2 separate regions of the Sus scrofa genome follow, and region 2 is linked to region 1. The links are chromatin contacts, called in public HiChIP or PLAC-seq maps. All regions are on one chromosome and are shown on one strand. The core of a region is the stretch at or near the end of the contact, and the rest is flanking DNA. Distances in the headings are between cores, read along the strand shown.

Region 1 (3,061 bases), core at 125-2,624:
ATCTCTTTCCACGTAATAAATCATAACTTTAATTCTCAAGCTTTTTTAGTTGTAGCATCAAAAGTCTTTCAACAGCTGTAAAAAAAAGACTAAAAACCACCGTATCTTCTCCACAGTGTTTGTCCAATCGTTGCCTATTAGAAACGCAACGTCAGTTTCTCCTGCCAGACCTTTTATAGGAGACTTTATCTTCTCCTGACCAAGGCTTATGAAATTCCACAGGAGTAGAATAAAGGTGAATTTTGTTTGGGGGAAGAAAAAAAAAGGCTTTACAAAAGTAAGCAGTTACTGAGTTCCCGTCATGGCGCAGTGGAAACGAATCCGACTAGGAACTATGAGGTTGCGGGTACGATCCCTGGCCTCACTCAGTGGGTTGAGGATCCGGTGTTGCCTTGAGCTGTGGTGTAGGTTGCAGATGTGGCTTGGATCTGGTGTTGCTGTGGCTGTGGTGCAGACTGGCAGCTGTAGCTTCGATTAGACCCCTAGCCTGGGAATCTTTATATGCCGCGGGTGCGGCCCTAAAAAGACAAAAGACAAAAAAAAAAAAAAAAAAAAAAAGACAAAAAAAAAAAAGAAAAATGTAACCAGTTTTGGGACTTTCAAAAAGCAGAAGTTTCAAAAAGCCATGGTTCCTATTTTCGTACTGGACTGGAAGAAGGCGGAGCTGAGACCCGAATAGTGGTGCTGGGGGAGGGGGTTTGAGTCACAGTCAGAAGCACGTCTTGAGTGCTTATTGGTTTCATTCCAAGCCAGTGTTGGGCTGGTGAAGTCTCACCTTTCCCTGCAGCTCTGAAGAAACACTATGATCCCAGGGCACGCCACCCCCCCCCAGGGTGGGGACCTGCGTCCTGTCCTGTACCCCCGAACGTTTTCTGCCTCAAAGAGGCAGCGTGAATGGTGCACTCTGATTCAGTGACAATAAATCTGAGTCTTTATTTTTCCAGAGAGATAAAAAAAATCATTTGTTATTTTGCAAGGATCCCATATCAGTTGCATTATGTCTGTTGTATGTTTCCATTTCCGTGATGGAAGATGCTTGGTGTGACCATGAATATAAGTAGGAGAAAACCGGGCATCTTTTCATCCTGCGTTTTTATCTTAAGCATATGGGTGGAAAGGAACTATTCTGAAAAACAGAGATATCTTTGTTAGTGTGTGAAAGAACGCCAGCGACTTCTAACTTGAAGTTACATTCAGATGAGACTTTAAAGGCATGAATAGACAAAGGGAATGATTTTGAGGAAGTGCCTTCTGGAGATGGTGGGAAATCCCGTTGTGGGTAGACAGGCGGCTGGTGATTGGATCAGAGCCCCTCAGATGTTGTGGTGGCAGAAGCTGGTGGTCAGACCATTAGTCCATGGTGATTGGCGCCTTGCCTGCTGGATTTGGGGGAGTGAGGGGTGCATTTGCAGTGCCTCCCACAGATGGTCATTTGTGTGCACTGTATGCAGCTCAGAACACCCGAATTTTCAAGTGGCCTTTAAAAGGTTTGCATAGACTTCATATTAATTACTCTAAGTCTAGGAAAGTTTCCAAGTTGCCTAATACAGCTGGTCCTTGTTATTCGAGGGTTCCGTATTTGTGAGTTTTCCTACCTGCTCAGATTTGTTTTTTGCCCCCAAATCAGTACTTCTGTTGCTCTTGGGCTCATTTGCAAATGTGTAGACTGGCAAAAAAATTTGAGTTGCTGGAGGCAATGCTCTACCTTCTTGTTTCAGCTCTCGATCTAAACAAGCAGCCGTTTTGCTGTGGTAACACGCTTTTTGCATTTCTGAGCTTTCCTTCACTGATTTCACTGTTTAAATGCCCCCAAGCGTCGTGCCCAAGTCCTGTCTGTGTTTCTGAGTGCAAGAAGGCTTGAGGTGCCTTTTGGAGAAACTGCATGTATCAGGCAGGTGTTGCAGGGCCGTGGGCTGTGAGTACAGTGTGGTAAGGAAGGAATCCGTATCCTGTGTCGCGTAAGGTGTTTTTAAACCAGAAACGCACGTAAAACAAGATTGCTCTGTTCAAGTTGACCTTCCAGAACAGAACACAACTAGCATATATAATGAGGATCAGCTTTATTTATTTATTTACTTTTTCTGTCTTTTTTTGCTATTTCTTTGGGCCGCTTCCGAGGCATATGGAGGTTCCCAGGCTAGGGGTCGAATCAGAGCTGTAGCCCCCGGCCTACGCCAGAGCCTCAGCAACGTGGGATCCGAGCCGCGTCTGCAACCTACACCACAGCTCATGGCAACGCCGGATCGTTAACCCACTGAGGGAGGCCAGGGATCGAACCTGCAACCTCATGGTTGCTAGTCGGATTCGTTAACCACTGCGCCACGACGGGAACTCCAGGATCAGCTTTAGATAAGAGCTTCTCTTCTCCCCCTCCCGCCCCCAAAGTTGGACAAGCGTAGTTAGAGGCCAAACCAGATGACCCTCCCCAACAGCACCCAACATTCTGGGAACCCCTGGGAGGTTTTGATCCCATGTTATAGTTGGTCTGTCACTGCAAGGGCGGATCTGTGTTGGTGTGCAGTTCCGCAACCCCAGGTACGCTAAAAGGACAGCAGAATTCGAACGTCACAGTTTTTGAGGCGGTTTCAAAGTAAGTCAGTGTCTGGTACACGCTTTCCTCCACAGGTTCCAGAAACACTGCTCTTTCTTTGTGTGCGAAGTGGCCTCTTTGGCACCTTGCTCGCGTGGTTTCCTCTGGCCTTCTTGCAGCCGGGGTGCCTCAGTTCAGCGCACAATCCGAATAAAAATAGACAGCACAGGAACTTGCCTGTCTAGAGGAAAGAGATGGTTGCAGATTTTTAGAAGGTTTTGCGTCTGAGTGGCTGATACATTACAAGCTCAAAAAAAAAAAAAAAAAAAATCCAGTTTCAGAAAATTCAAAGGAAAAATTTGTCTGTCTTTTTAGACTCCCCATGCCTTTTTCTTTTGTAATTTCACACCCCATCCCCACCCCTGAGAGAAAAAAAAGGACACAAACAAAACAGCCCTGTTCTGTGTTTTGAGGAAATGGAATGGGAAGGCTGTTTGGTTAGACAATGAATTAAAGATTCAGAACTTCCTG
Region 2 (2,986 bases), core at 179-2,678, 92 kb before region 1:
GGATCTGGTGTTGCTGTGAGCTGTGATGTAGGTCACAGACGTGGCTCGGATCCCGCGTGGCTGTGACGTAGGCCAGCAAGTACAGCTTCGATTAGACCCCTAGCCTGGGAACCCCCATATGCCATGCGAGCAGCCCTAGAAAAGGCAAAGACAAAAAAAAAATATATATATATATATATATATATATGTAAAACTGTTCAGGTTAGCCTTTTTATTCCTGAAGTTCACTTATAAAATGTCAGCCTTACTTCATGCTGCACGAAATCTTTGAAGGAAAGCAAAAAGGCTGATGATCAAGTTGTTTTTTTTTTCTTTTCTTTGTCAAGAAGAAGAGGAAAATGAATATTGCTATCATTTGAGAGGAAAGTGGCAAAACCACAAGCCATTTGCCTGGCTTGTGACACTTTATTTCTCAGCACGAAATGTCACATGGATCCTATATCCTGTTTAGCGCAAGGAACTGTTATTCATCCCGCACAGGGCAGCATTTGGAATTCATTTATCTGAGTCCCGTAGCCCCGTGCTCATAATACCTACGGTGGGAGGCTCTGGTTTCACCCTCCAGAGCAACAAGGAGACCTCTCAGATGGTATGCAGATCACATGCATCAGATTTTGTGCAAGAGTCAAGATTTGGTTCCGAGGGGACAAATAAGAATAAAGAACAAAATAAAACAGGACAACAAAACAAAGCTAAAAGAAAGAGGGGAATTAATGACAACAACAACGGAGAGCAACCCGTTAATCCAGGAGAAAAGTACATAACATCGTTTTCATTATTAGGATTCTCTTGGTTTTTACCCTCACTCGAGTCAGCCAATAGGGTTCCCATTTAATTCCCAAGGGGCCCTTCTGGTGTCTAGGAAAAATGCCAACCAGGATGGTTCAGAAAAATCTATTTACTCCCCAAAGAAACACGGGAGACCACTTCTCTTCTTGCTCTGATGTTTATCCTCCTCTTATTTCCTATAGGGACTGACGTGAAAATCCAAAAACCAAAGGCTTACCTGTGACATCCAGGAACGGCGACCGATGGGAAGTGGGCCAGCCACAGCCTACTCATCCTGGCCAGGGCCGAGGAGCCTCCAGCGGGGGTGTGGAGGCAGGACACACTCTAGCAAAAGGAGAAGAAAGGTGAGGACCCAGCCCCGTTCCCAGGAGGACAACCAGTGCAGAGCGGACCTGATGCCACTCAAGCTTACACGTTGTCAGGAGGGCAGTGACCTTTATTTTATCCCCAAATGTAGAGGAACAAGCCACGTACTCCCCCACTGCAGTTCCAGATCAATCATATGTTTCCTGGTTGGTTCTTTTTTATTATTATTCATTTCCTAAACTTCAGACTCATATATCTAAATGCCCACACAGTGTCTAGCTCAGCCTCAGCAGTGCTGAAACGCATCCTCTTCTTCCCTAAATCAGCACTTCCTCTATCTCCTCTGTCTCACTTAGTGTGAAGGCACCACTTCAACCCAGCCATACAGGCTACAAACTGAGAAAGCATCTCATTTCCACCCTCTTCCTCAACCCCACTCCCTACCCCGGCCTCACGTCACCAGTTACTAAATTCTGGCTAATTTACCAACCACTTCTCAGTTCCTCCCGCCAGCCTTCTCTTTTTTCTGTATGACACTTAAAGAATGTTTGGGTTTTGAGTTCCAGCTATGGGCAATGGGTTAAGGATCTGACTGCAGCGGCTTGGGTCACAGTAGAGGTGCGGGTTAGATCCCCGCCTGGCAGCAGCGGGTTAAAGGATCCAGAATTGCCACATATGCAGTCTAGGCCACAGCTGTGACTCAGATTCAATCCCTGGCCCAGGAGGTGTGGCCATAAAATTAAAAAAAAAAAAAAATAGGCTGGTTTTGACTGAATGAAAAAGGATCTTCCCACCCGATTTTTTAGTGTTGGGCTGGAGAGAGAAAACAGAACAGGATTTCACGAAGCTGCCTGAGACGAAGGACTACTAAAGAGGGCTATAACCCAAATTTCCGCCGCTTTCATCAGCCCGTCACTGAACTACTTCTCAAAATTGATCCTCTGTCCTGTCTTTCCGACACCTTGTTAATGAGGAACTGTGGGGAAGGGGAGGCCAGGAGGGACAGGACCAGGGCCCATCTCGGGGGATTTTCCTGGACATCAGGCGGTCCCGCCTGCGGGTTTAGAAGAAACACCTCCATGGGTAAATCTCCAGAGGGCCGCGCTGTGACTGCCAAGCGGCAGGGGATGGAGGGGCACACGGGCACAGCCGGGGGCCTGGGACCCGCAGAGCTTCAATGTCACGTGTCACGTTCCATGTCGACGGCTGTACCTGAGCTCGGGCGCACCATCTGGGTCCACCAGAAGCCCCTCGCAGTTGCAGGGGACGTCGCTGGGGTACAGTGGAGACCAGGTGATGAACGTGGGGCAGGTCGCGAGGGCCGCGGCGGGGTCACTGGGCGTGGCCAGAGAGGGGGGTGGAGGGCGTCGTGCGCCTGCGCGACCTTCACCTCGCACTTGCCCAGGGCCTGAAGTTGAACTGCTACCCGCCATTCGGTGGAATGAGGAGCCAGTTCAGGATCTGCTGGTTCTTGGCGTTTTCCTGATGTCCAAACTGGTGGCAGGGAAAGCGGAGCAACACCAGGCCCCAGGGCCAAGGCGCCATTGACGTCCGTTCATCTAGGTGTCCTCAGAACCTTTGTGCCCCAGAGCAACGCTGCCTCCCCGGCCACCCGCCCCGCTGCAGCCCAGGTTCAAGGTTTCCCTGCCCCGCCAGCAGTATGCATGAAAGGCAGACACCCAGTGTGAGGCTGCCACCGCCAGGTGGGCTTCCGGGCGGCAGAGCAGCACACCCCGCCAGGGTGTTGGCAAGGGGAGAGCCCTGGAGTAGAAAAATCCCTCTGCACCAACGCACCTTTCTACCAAACAAAAACGTACTCACAGAGAGAACAGATTCGTGATTGCCAGGGGGAGGGGGAAGGGGGAAGAGAAGGCCTGGGAGTTTGGGGTTA

What was found. HiChIP or PLAC-seq counts read pairs in DNA pulled down with a chosen protein or histone mark.
Region 2: a contact with region 1 is called in an H3K27ac HiChIP or PLAC-seq map of alveolar macrophages. The contact joins two enhancer-like sites. A contact is called at or near these places in 2 of 47 Hi-C or Micro-C datasets (epiblast stem cells and retroperitoneal adipose tissue) and 2 of 2 datasets of contacts at active chromatin or transcription factors (alveolar macrophages and skeletal muscle).

What each region holds. Positions count from the first base shown.
Region 1 is chr11:20,855,589-20,858,649 of Sscrofa11.1, reverse strand. All of the region lies in intron 1 of LRCH1 (leucine-rich repeat and calponin homology domain-containing protein 1), which reads left to right. Among named protein-coding and RNA genes, the nearest start is that of LRCH1, 49 kb to the left of the region's middle. Within about 2 kb of position 1,374, at least 14 of the 83 cell types and tissues checked have an H3K27ac peak or open chromatin away from gene starts, as enhancers often do. A contact at or near this core is called in alveolar macrophages and retroperitoneal adipose tissue, where this site is marked.
Region 2 is chr11:20,947,308-20,950,293 of Sscrofa11.1, reverse strand. No RefSeq gene overlaps it. Among named protein-coding and RNA genes, the nearest start is that of LRCH1, 42 kb to the right of the region's middle. Within about 2 kb of position 1,428, at least 11 of the 83 cell types and tissues checked have an H3K27ac peak or open chromatin away from gene starts, as enhancers often do. A contact at or near this core is called in alveolar macrophages and retroperitoneal adipose tissue, where this site is marked.